Linked DNA regions of Oryctolagus cuniculus: region 2 is linked to region 1. The links are chromatin contacts, called in public Hi-C maps. All regions are on one chromosome and are shown on one strand. The core of a region is the stretch at or near the end of the contact, and the rest is flanking DNA. Distances in the headings are between cores, read along the strand shown. Region 1 overlaps EFHC1 (EF-hand domain containing 1). Region 2 holds the start of EFHC1 (EF-hand domain containing 1).

Region 1 (5,017 bases), core at 1,791-4,290:
AGTTTATATGATTTGAGTTGCCCCTGCTTGGTAAACATATACTACTTCTGTATAAGTAATGCCAAAGAAGTCCTTAGACACTGGAAATTTTTATAACAAATTCTATTATTTTTGTCTTACTATAAAAGTAACACATTGTCCAGAACAAAAACATTTAGGGAGTAAAAATGTAGGCAATAGAAATGAAAATATGCAAAAATATTTTTAAAATTTTATGACCCAGAAATGACTACTTCACATTTTATTTTTTAATATGCATATTGGAATATTTCCATAATTATGGAATAATTCCATAATACTATTTGACTGGCTTTTTTCACTTCATAGTCTGTTGTGAACATTTCTGATATCATAAAATAGTTTATAGAGCATTGACAATTTCATCTTATAAGTAGATATAACACTCACCTGGGTCATATATATATGAAGGGACCAGTGAAAAGATTTGTTCCCTCACATCTTCCATCTACCTACTTCTTACTCCTTATTCCCCTTGGGAACAGTCTCAGTCTCTCTCTCTCTCTTTACTATTTAGTTAGTTAGCTTTTTTAGAGGGAGGGATGGAGGTAAGGAGGAACAGAGACAGAGACAGAGAGCTCTCCACCACTGGTTCACTCAAGGTGAGTGAGACTGAAACTGGAAACGTGGAACTCAATCTAGGTTCCCATGTGGGTGGCAGGAACCCAACTATTTGAGCTATCACCTGCTGCCTCCCAGGATGCACATTAGCAGGAAGCTGGAACAGAAGCAGAGTAGCTGGGACTCAAACCCAGGCATTCTGATATGGGATGTAGGTATCCCAATGAGCAGCTTAATTAGTGAGCCCAACAATCCCCCACCCCATTTTTTAAATAGTGGATATCGTCATGGGTACAAGATGATATCCTACTGTGAATTGATTTGCATTCTCTTATAATTAATCATCTTGAACATATTTTCACATTTTTGTTTCATATTTTTTATTTGTTTACCATTTTATATCTATCTTTAAAGAAATATCTGTTCAAGTCTTTTGCCCATTTAAAAAAAATTATTTGGAAGGCACGGTTAAAGAGAGAGAGGGAGAGACACACAGGGAGAGATATTCCATGTGCTGGTTCACTCTTCAAATGGCCACATCAGGCAGGGCTGAAGCAGACTGAAGCCAGAAACCAGGAACTTCATCCAGGTCTGCCATGTAGGTGCAGGGGCCCAAGGAGTTGGGCCGTCTTCCACTGCTTTCCCAGGCCATTAGCAGGGAGCTGGATCATAAGTGCAGCAGCCAGGACACGGCGCCCCTATGGGATGCCAGTGCAGCATGCACTGGTTTAACCCACTGTGCCACAATGCTGGCCCGCTTGCCCATTTTTTTTATTTTTACATATATCATAAATACAATATGAGGAACATAGTAATTCTTCCCACTGTATCCGCCCCCCCCCACTTCCTCCTCCCTGTCCCATAACGGTCTCTCTCAATAGCTTTTTAAATATTTTAGCAAGGTTTCTTTACATAATGCAGGCAAATTTATTTATATATTTACTTAGATTTATTTATAGATATATTATCTTAGTCTACTTTAACTTGCACAAAAAAGTAGCACTCCACATACTTTTGCCTCTTGATTTCCTCACTGACAAAGTAGCTTTCTACTCCAGCACTGTCGATGACTATATTATTATCCCATTGCTTGATTGTAGTGTCAATTATTTAACTAATTCCCTATTTTGGGATATTCAGGCTATCTCAAAAATCTCTTATAGATGTCTCCTTGCACATAATCCAGGATTGTTTCCTTAGGTCAAGTTATTTGAAATTGTTTTCTGAGCTTTTCCTCCTTACTTCCAGAAAGATTATATACCACTTTATACCTCTCTGTTGTGGTTTGGATAAGATTGAGTATAGCCCCCAAGGGTTTATGTATTGGGAGCTTGGACCCTTTAAGGGAGGAATAGAACCTTTAAGAGGCGGGGCATAGTAGAAGTGATTAGGTCATTGCAAGTGCTGTCCTCTGAAGAAACTGATGCAGTTCTTGTGGGAACCTGGTTCATTCTCATAAAAAGTTTGTAGAGTGAGCCTGACCAGCAAATTGTTTTCTGGCTCTGCCATTGTGATACCTTCCACTATGAGGTCCTCACCAGAGCTCAGCCAATGCCAGCAACATGCCATTGAACCTCACAAACTGTGAGGTTTGAACCTCACAAACCTCTTTTCTTTATAAAGCACCTAGCCTCAGGTGTTGTTATAAATATAAAAAGGAATGATACGCTCTCCCATCAGTATCTGCCAGCACGTAAATAGGAAAAATAAGGGGGCTGAGGCTGTGGCATAGCCTCTTTGGTGCTGGCATCCCACATGAGTAACAGTTTGAGTCCCAGCTGCTCCGCTTCCAATCCAGCTCCCTGCTAATGCGCCTGAGAAAGCAGCAGAAGATGACCCAAGTGCTTGGGCCCCTGCATCCACGTGGGAGACCAGGAAGAAGCTCCTGGCTCCTGGCTTTGGATTGGCTCAGCATCAGCCGCTGCTGCCATTTGGGCCATTTGCAGCGGGTGGAAGATTATCTCTCTCTCTCTCTGCCTTTCAAATAAATAAAAAAATCTAAAAACAAAAAAAGGAAAAATAAGATGAAAGAGGCTGTTGGTAACAGTCAACATTTTAAATAGCACATGCAAGAAAATAAAGGACAGAAAAGCAATGGTGGGTTGATAGTTTTGAAATGATGGAAGGAGGCAAATTCTGTGTGAGGTATACTTGGGCATACTTGAAAGAGCGTGTTGGAAGTAGAGTGAGATTTGAGCTCTGGTCTTGGCTTTGACTCATGATCTAGGGAGAGTCACCGAGTCTTAGAGTCTGTTTTTTCGTGATTGGGAAGGGGACAAGTGCTGGCTGAGCCCATGAGGGTCCATTTTGCTCTTAAAGGATTTATGAAGATGAAATATGAGTGAGTCTTCTCCAGCTCTAAAATTCTTTCATTTTGTAACTGTACCTTCACTTTCAGAGAAAATAAAAGTTGAACTTCTACTTCCTGTGGTTGTGTTTAGAAGGGACTGGCAGAGCTCCCCCTGCCTAAAGCTCTGTTACTAATCTTTGCAGTAAATGCTGAGCCCGGCTTCTCATTCCATCACACGGAGCAGTCGCTTAACTGCCATAGATAGCTTTTCACAGAATTCAGCGTGGACTAAAGAGGGACTGTTAGAACTGAAAGATTCCTGGCTGCATCATTATGTACATATTTTCTTTCACGGGCATTTAGTTTTAGATGAGGGAACCTTCATCCGTAACAGCAGTAGAGACAGTCATGTGATTCCTGCAAATACCAAATCTGGCTCCTGTGGTGCAGTGATTCCACAGATGGCAGGAAGAGAGGCCGTTACAAAACTCCCCCCAGTGAGGCTTTCCTGACGTGGACGTCAGCCAACAGCCAGCCTCTGCCGTCAAGTGTTTGGTTATTGGTCAGCTCAGCGTCAAAGCTGTTTGTCATTAGAAGCTTCCCTGACTTCATCAAGTGAGAACTTCAGTCGCTGAGATAAGATAGGTCAAGAATAAATACCATGTCGAGTCATTTCCTTCCTTTCTCTACAGCAAGCAAACTGAAGAAGATCCAGGCGTGCAGGAACTAGAAGCATTAATAGACGCAATCCAGAAGCAGCTGAAAGATTATTCATGCAAAGACAACATTCGTGAAGCGTTTCAGACTTGTGACAAGGAAGCTTCAGGTTATGTGGACAGAGAGACGTTCTTTAAAATCTGTGAATCTTTTAATGTTCCGATTGATGACTCCCTGGTTAAGGAGGTCAGTATGAATTACTACTGCTCTGGGTGGGTGGCAGAGGCTGCGCACTGATCATTCTTTCCTAAAGGCAGTTACATCTGTATTTCTTTGTAGTCCAGAAAGATTTAGGACACTCAGACCAGATCTCCTGTTTTATCCTGATTATGATAACTGCCCCCGGTTCTAGTAGGTGCATTCTTTTGTAATTGCTGTGGCTGTGGCAGGGCCGGGAACTAGACAGCAGAGAGTTATTGGTAGATCAACGTGTCAGGGCTAAAAGGAGAGCATCAGAGGTGATCTTGGAGGGGCAGATGCCAAGGGGACTCACAGTCAAGTTGAGACAAGTATTTGTTCATGTGGGCCAAGTACCCATTTAGCTGCCCAGATCTTAGATTGACAGCATGGTAAGCTTTTGATTTTCAAGTCATTCATACTTTCTGACACGGGAAGCGAGAGGCAAGGGATGAATGGCAGTCACTGGGAAGTGATACCGGGAAGGGGTGGGTGGGGTGGATCCTCATATGTCATATAAAGATAACCGCAACAGGTCAGTTACCAGGCCCAGTTAGGCTTTAGGGACATGGTTTTAGCAGTGACATTACTAGACTCTTTTATTTGCCTGTGATTAAAGAAGCCTGGCATTTCAGTAATCTCACTCCTCATAGGCTGGGTGGACAAAGACTTGAATTTGAATATAAAAACAAAAAAGATTTTAAAAATGACATTGCCCTCATAAATACTGGATGTTGGTCCCAAAATCTTGGATAGGCGTATTCTCTGAAGCTTTGTTTTTATTTAGTGTAAAATTGGGGTAATGCCTGAACCTACCTCCCAGGTTCATAGGATCATTTTAGCATCAACTGAGGATATGAAAACTCGGAACTGGTTTACCAAGGTAGGGTTTGTCATGCCTAAGTACACTGCAGGTAAGCTGAAGGAAGCCCTCATATTGGTTTTTACCTGTTTTTTCTGCTCTCTTTTGCAGTTAATCCGGATTTGCTCTCATGGAGAAGGCAAGATTAACTACTATAATTTTGTGCGTGCTTTCTCAAACTGATCTGGCCAATGAGAGAATACAACTTTTTGATGTTGGACTAACACTTTGAAATAGATCTTGTACTCTCCACAGAGGCATGTCCAGAGCCCCTGAAGTTATATTTCTGTTTTGGTTCTTATATTTCACTACTACTACTGAAGTCTAAATTAAATTAGACCTTTTATGATCTAAGACTTGTCCCTTACTTGGAGTGGTAGAGGTATTGTGAT
Region 2 (5,017 bases), core at 666-3,165, 82 kb before region 1:
AAGAAGAGCTCTTCAAGAGTCATGAGAATTCTAGTTCCCAGTGATTCTGGGTACTCAGAAAAGTGGGAGGGACCTTTCCTCTGAAAGCTTGCCATCTGGATGCACTATCCCAGTGGCTGGCTTCCATCCTAAAATGGTTGCTAAGATACAACACAATGGACAGGTACTTTTAAAGTTCTCAGTAACTTCAGAAATGTTAATCAATGCATTGAAGTTTTTGTTGCTGTTGTTGTTAACATATTAAACTCCTGCATTAAAGTAGTACTTGGATAGCAGAAAATGGAAAGCAAAAAGGTTTTTAAAAAGGACAAGAATGGGAGGCCGGCGCTGCGGCTCACTTGGCTAATCCTCTGCCTGTGGTGCCAGCATCCCATATGGGCGCTGGGTTCTAGTTCCGGTTGCTCCTCTTCCAGTGAGCTCTCTGCTGTGGCCCGAGAAGGCAGTGGAGGATGGCCTAAGTGCTTGGGCCCCTGCACCTGCATGGGAGACCAGGAGGAAGCACCTGGCTCCTGGCTTTGGATTGGCGCAGCGTGGCGGCCATTTGGGGGGTGAACCAACGGAAGGAAGACCTTTCTCTCTGTGTCTCTCTCACTGTCTAACTCCGCTTGTAAAAAAAAAAAAAAAAAAAGGACAAGAATGGGAAACAGGTAGTAGGGGACGAGGGAGTCACTAGACAAGAAACTCTTTTGGGCTGGGTGTGGTAGACAGGCATCAAAAACTGCCTCAGGAGCCACTGAGTGCATTCCTGTCCTAGGCACCCCTGATGTTCATACCAACTGGTAAAATCCAACAGGGAGATTTGCTCCAGCAAGCAGCAATAAAAAGTAAAGCTGCCATCTATACAAGCAGGAAATTACCCACGAAGGTGACTTGCACTTCTGTGTGAGGCTTGCTACACTATCACGTTCCTAAGCTGACAAGTCAGAAACACCTGTTAGAAAAATCAGATTCCTGGGATCCACTTCAGACCCAATGAGTACAAATCTCTGGCCTCCTATGTTTGCTTTTTGTCTTTAAGATCTTTAGGCTGATGAATAGCGCTTTTTCCCCCCCTCCTAAAATGTCTCAGGAATAGGATAACATTTCTTTTAAGGAAAAACAAGTTTTGTAAAAGGCACCAAAGGCCAGAACACTTATGACGCTGATGATATTTCACCTCAGTTATTTGTTTCTTTCTCATCACCTAGTGTTTCTCCTTGAATCAGCTGTTTACCTTTGCGTTTCTTATCTTTGCAGTTGCAAGTACAAACTGGATTGGGATGAGCAACCTCTAGCTCTTGAGTCAACAAACGTTGAGTTCTTAGAGCATCGCATAGCGTCTGAAAGAGAAGATGCAAGGCACGCCACACAAGAACCGAGAGGGAGCTGAGCTGCAGGGGCTGACAGTGGAAGAAGGAAGGCTGAAGGGAACGGGGGATAATACAGCAACGAGACGATTAGGGACGAGATGGTTGCACTGGTTCACTGACCATCCCTGCACAACAGAAATACAACCATGAATGATCCGCAGTCCCTGTCCCCAAAAAGTGTGGGTCTGAGTTGGGTTCACACTTTCACCCGGACTAACCATCACACTAGGACAGGATTCCTTTTCCCAGAGCTGGGTGAGAAGAGTGCCTGGGCTCACGAAGCCCTCAGTGCGCGGTGAGATCGGCGAGGACCAGGGTGGGGCCAAGGAAGGCACCTATCTTCTGCAACTCCTCTAAGGGCCAGCTCGGACCCTGGACCTCCCAGCAAGAACGAACAGCCTCCTTTGCACCCGCCTTTTCCTACCCTGTCCCACAGCCCCCACGTAGCATCTTGGGGCAGACCGGCGGCGGTGACGCGGGGCAGGCGTGGCCATCTCGGAAACGCCCACTAGCCGCGCCCCGCCGTCGCGACCGCCTTACCGCGAGAATACGCAGCCCCGCGGCTGCGCACGCGCAGACCTCTCACGCCGGCGCCTCCGGCCCCGCCCCTGGCTCACGGGCTCTCAGGATGTTTGGGCGTTACCATGGAGCCTGGGGCGGCCTGCCAACGCGGCTGGTCGCCCCGGCAACCAAAGTGGACCATACCTGACCTAGCTGGCGGCGAGGATACCGGCTGCGATGGTGTCCAACCCCGTGCATGGCCTGCCCTTTCTACCAGGCACGTCCTTTAAGGACTCCACGGTGAGGACTTAGGTGCCCAACACCCACCTGTCCCCACGTCCCCGTCCCTAGCGGGTTCCCCTCGTACTACACCTTCATTCCTCTCTACCCTTCAAACCGACCCTCTGCCCCGACCTCGTTCTTGCTTCTCCTCCCAAGTTCTGTCTTCCTCATTAACCTCGCCTCATCTTCCCTCTTCCGTCCCATGTCCTCGGCGCCGTCCCTCTCTGTGGTTTTCCCACGCCATCGTGGCAGTCTGTTGGCGCTTCTTGGCCCTCTTCCTCCGAGCCGCTTTTGCACTTGCTTTGCTGGTCCGGCCCCCTGCCTCTGCTCTCTGGATCAGTTTCCCCCTTCCAACTCCCGAGCTCTGGCCCGGCTCACTCTCCCACGCCGGGCCCTGTCTGCCCACCTTGTCCCCCGGCCTCTCTCTTCCGACACCGTCACTCCTGCCCCCCTATCCTACCCCCTCTGCCCAGGCCCGTCATTCTCCTCCGCCCTCCTCCTCCCTCTTCTGAATCCTGAACCCTATAGTCTCTCCCACGCCAGCTCCATGTCCTGTTTAATGGGCACATGGATCGTTTCCATTCATCCCTTCTTTCTGCCGGACTCTTCTAATATGCGCCTTTCTCTCCAGCCTGTCTTTTCTAGTCCCACCTTCTTCCTGTTCTTGTTTGCTCTCCCCCATGCAGTTTTTTTTTTTTTTAAACTTGCCCACCATCCTTCCCTACTTTCTAGGGGATACTCCATTCCATCCGCTTCTCCTCGACCACAGTTGATTGGTTGTTCCTTTCTCTTACCCAGTCTGATTCATTTCACTCCCGAGTATTTGTGAGATTCCTCTTTTGATTTTGTTTTGCTCTTTCCTCCAATAGCAGCAGCAGCTTAGCATTTGCTTTAATTCTAACATAATTGGTGAAATATATTTTCTGGAAAATCAGTATTCAGTAATTTTATAGGCAAAGCAACAATAATTTATATATTTTAATGATTTAAGCACTGAAATTCATGTTCATATTTAAACACTTAATTCCATGTTCATAAAATTAAGATAAAATATTTGCTCTGTTTTCTTTGGAAGAATGAATTTAAATTGAAGTTGAAATTTTAGTGAGAGAATTTGGGTTCTGATAGATTTCCAGTTTCAGTGGACTTTTTGGTTGTATGTGATTTAGACGATGTTGTATGCAGTTTCCTGCCCCATGCAGGATAAGCTTAAGCAGTTGGTGATGGGGAGTATGGGTTATCCACAAGGCAGGGTTGAGTTGCTTTGGGGCTTAAAGATGTGTGGATAGAAGTACCATGCCCTAAAGGTAGACAGATGTATTTCTATACTTTAAATAAGATAAACTGTGCATTGGACATGTTTCATATGTTTTATTAAATAATTTTCACTTATTCATTTGAGAGGGCGAGAGAGAGAGAGAAAGAAGGTTGCCATCTACTGGTTCACCTCACAAATAACTGTGACAGCCAGGGCTGGGCTGAGGCCCAAAGTGGGAGCCAGGAATAAAACCAGGTCTCCTACATGTGTAGCAAGAACCCAATCGTCTGGACTATCAACACTGGGTCTGGATTAGCAGTGAGCTGGAGTCAGGTGCCTGAGCCGGGTGTCAAGCATAAGTACTCCAATGTACTATGTGGGTGTCTTAACCACTAGACCAAATGCCTGCCGGTTTCACATTTTAAACATATTGACCAAGTGTCAAACAATTTGCTTTATTTGAGATTTGAACAACATGACCACTATCACTTCAACAGTAAAGACTAGATATGTGTAACTCTAAGGGTACTCAGAAGGTGAAACTGATAAGTAGGAGGGGTAGTGGCCTTGCTTCAGGTACCTTTGAGTCATAATTGATGATAGAGACATCTGTCTAAAGCCAGAAAAGCTAACTGAAGTCCTGTTGTCACTTCTGTCTTTAGAAGCAAAAGAAGGGCCGGTGCTGCGGCTCACTAGGCTAATCCTCCACCTTGTGGCGCCGGCACACCGGGTTCTAGTCCCGGTCGGGGCGCCGGATTCTGTCCCGGATGCCCCTCTTCCAGGCCAGCTCTCTGCTGTGGCCTGGGAGTGCAGTGGAGGATGGCCCAAGTACTTGGGCCCTGCACCCCATGGGAGACCAGGAGAAGCACCTGGCTCCTGCCATCGGATCAGCGCGGTGCGCCGGCTGCAGCGCACCAGCTGTGGTGGCCATTGGAGGGTGAACCAATGGCAAAGGAAGACCTTTCTCTCTGTCTCTCTCTCTCACTGTCCACTCTGCCTGTCAAAAAATAAATAAATAAATAAATAAATAAATAAAAATAGAAGCGAAAGAAGAGGAGCTTGAAGTTACCTAAGTTACCCAGGGAGGAAGTCAACTCAGCTTGGTATGCACTTGGAGCATAGCCTGTCAAATGACTTATGACACTGAATACATGACCCTTAAAAGAATGTCCATAGTCCATAACTCTTTTTGCAAAAGAATTTTATTCTATTTTACTTCAATGTTAGTGCATATCTTAAAAGTTGGTAGGCTGGGCTCTAAAGGAGATTAGGATATAGGCACCTAAGTCTGTTTTTTTCTTCATTAAAAATATATTTTATGATTAATTATAAAATATATACTTATATTTTATATAAAATTTATTACAAGCAGCCCCATATTATAAAGAACAGAAAAAGGAAAATTTTCCTGAAATGTAAAAGTTGTACAACTATTATGAAAAACACTGTGAAAGTTTCTCAAGAATCTGAAAATGAGGGCTGGTGCTGTCTCACAGCGGGCAAAGTTGCTACCTGCAGTACCAGTGTCCCATATGGGCACCAGTTTGAGTACAGGCTGCTTTGCTTCCCATTCAGCTCCCTGGCAATGTGCCTAGGAAAGCAGCAAATGATGACCCAAGTCTTTGGG

Evidence for each region. Hi-C and Micro-C count contacts between places; a contact is called where the count stands out from the background.
Region 2: a Hi-C map of skin fibroblasts shows a contact between it and region 1, with 4 times the contacts expected there. The contact joins the promoter of EFHC1 here to the enhancer-like site in region 1. A contact is called at or near these places in 3 of 6 Hi-C or Micro-C datasets (ear pinna, embryonic fibroblasts and skin fibroblasts).

The regions. Positions count from the first base shown.
Region 1 is chr5:117,480,679-117,485,695 of mOryCun1.1, reverse strand. EFHC1 (EF-hand domain containing 1) reads left to right here. Exons shown (of 11, transcript XM_051855624.2): 10 at 3,562-3,772; 11 at 4,737-4,979. The coding sequence ends at 4,808. Among named protein-coding and RNA genes, the nearest start is that of EFHC1, 81 kb to the left of the region's middle. Within about 2 kb of position 3,040, at least 3 of the 8 cell types and tissues checked have an H3K27ac peak or open chromatin away from gene starts, as enhancers often do.
Region 2 is chr5:117,561,284-117,566,300 of mOryCun1.1, reverse strand. It overlaps EFHC1 (EF-hand domain containing 1), which reads left to right and starts at 1,915. Exons shown (of 11, transcript XM_051855624.2): 1 at 1,915-2,150. The coding sequence starts at 2,088.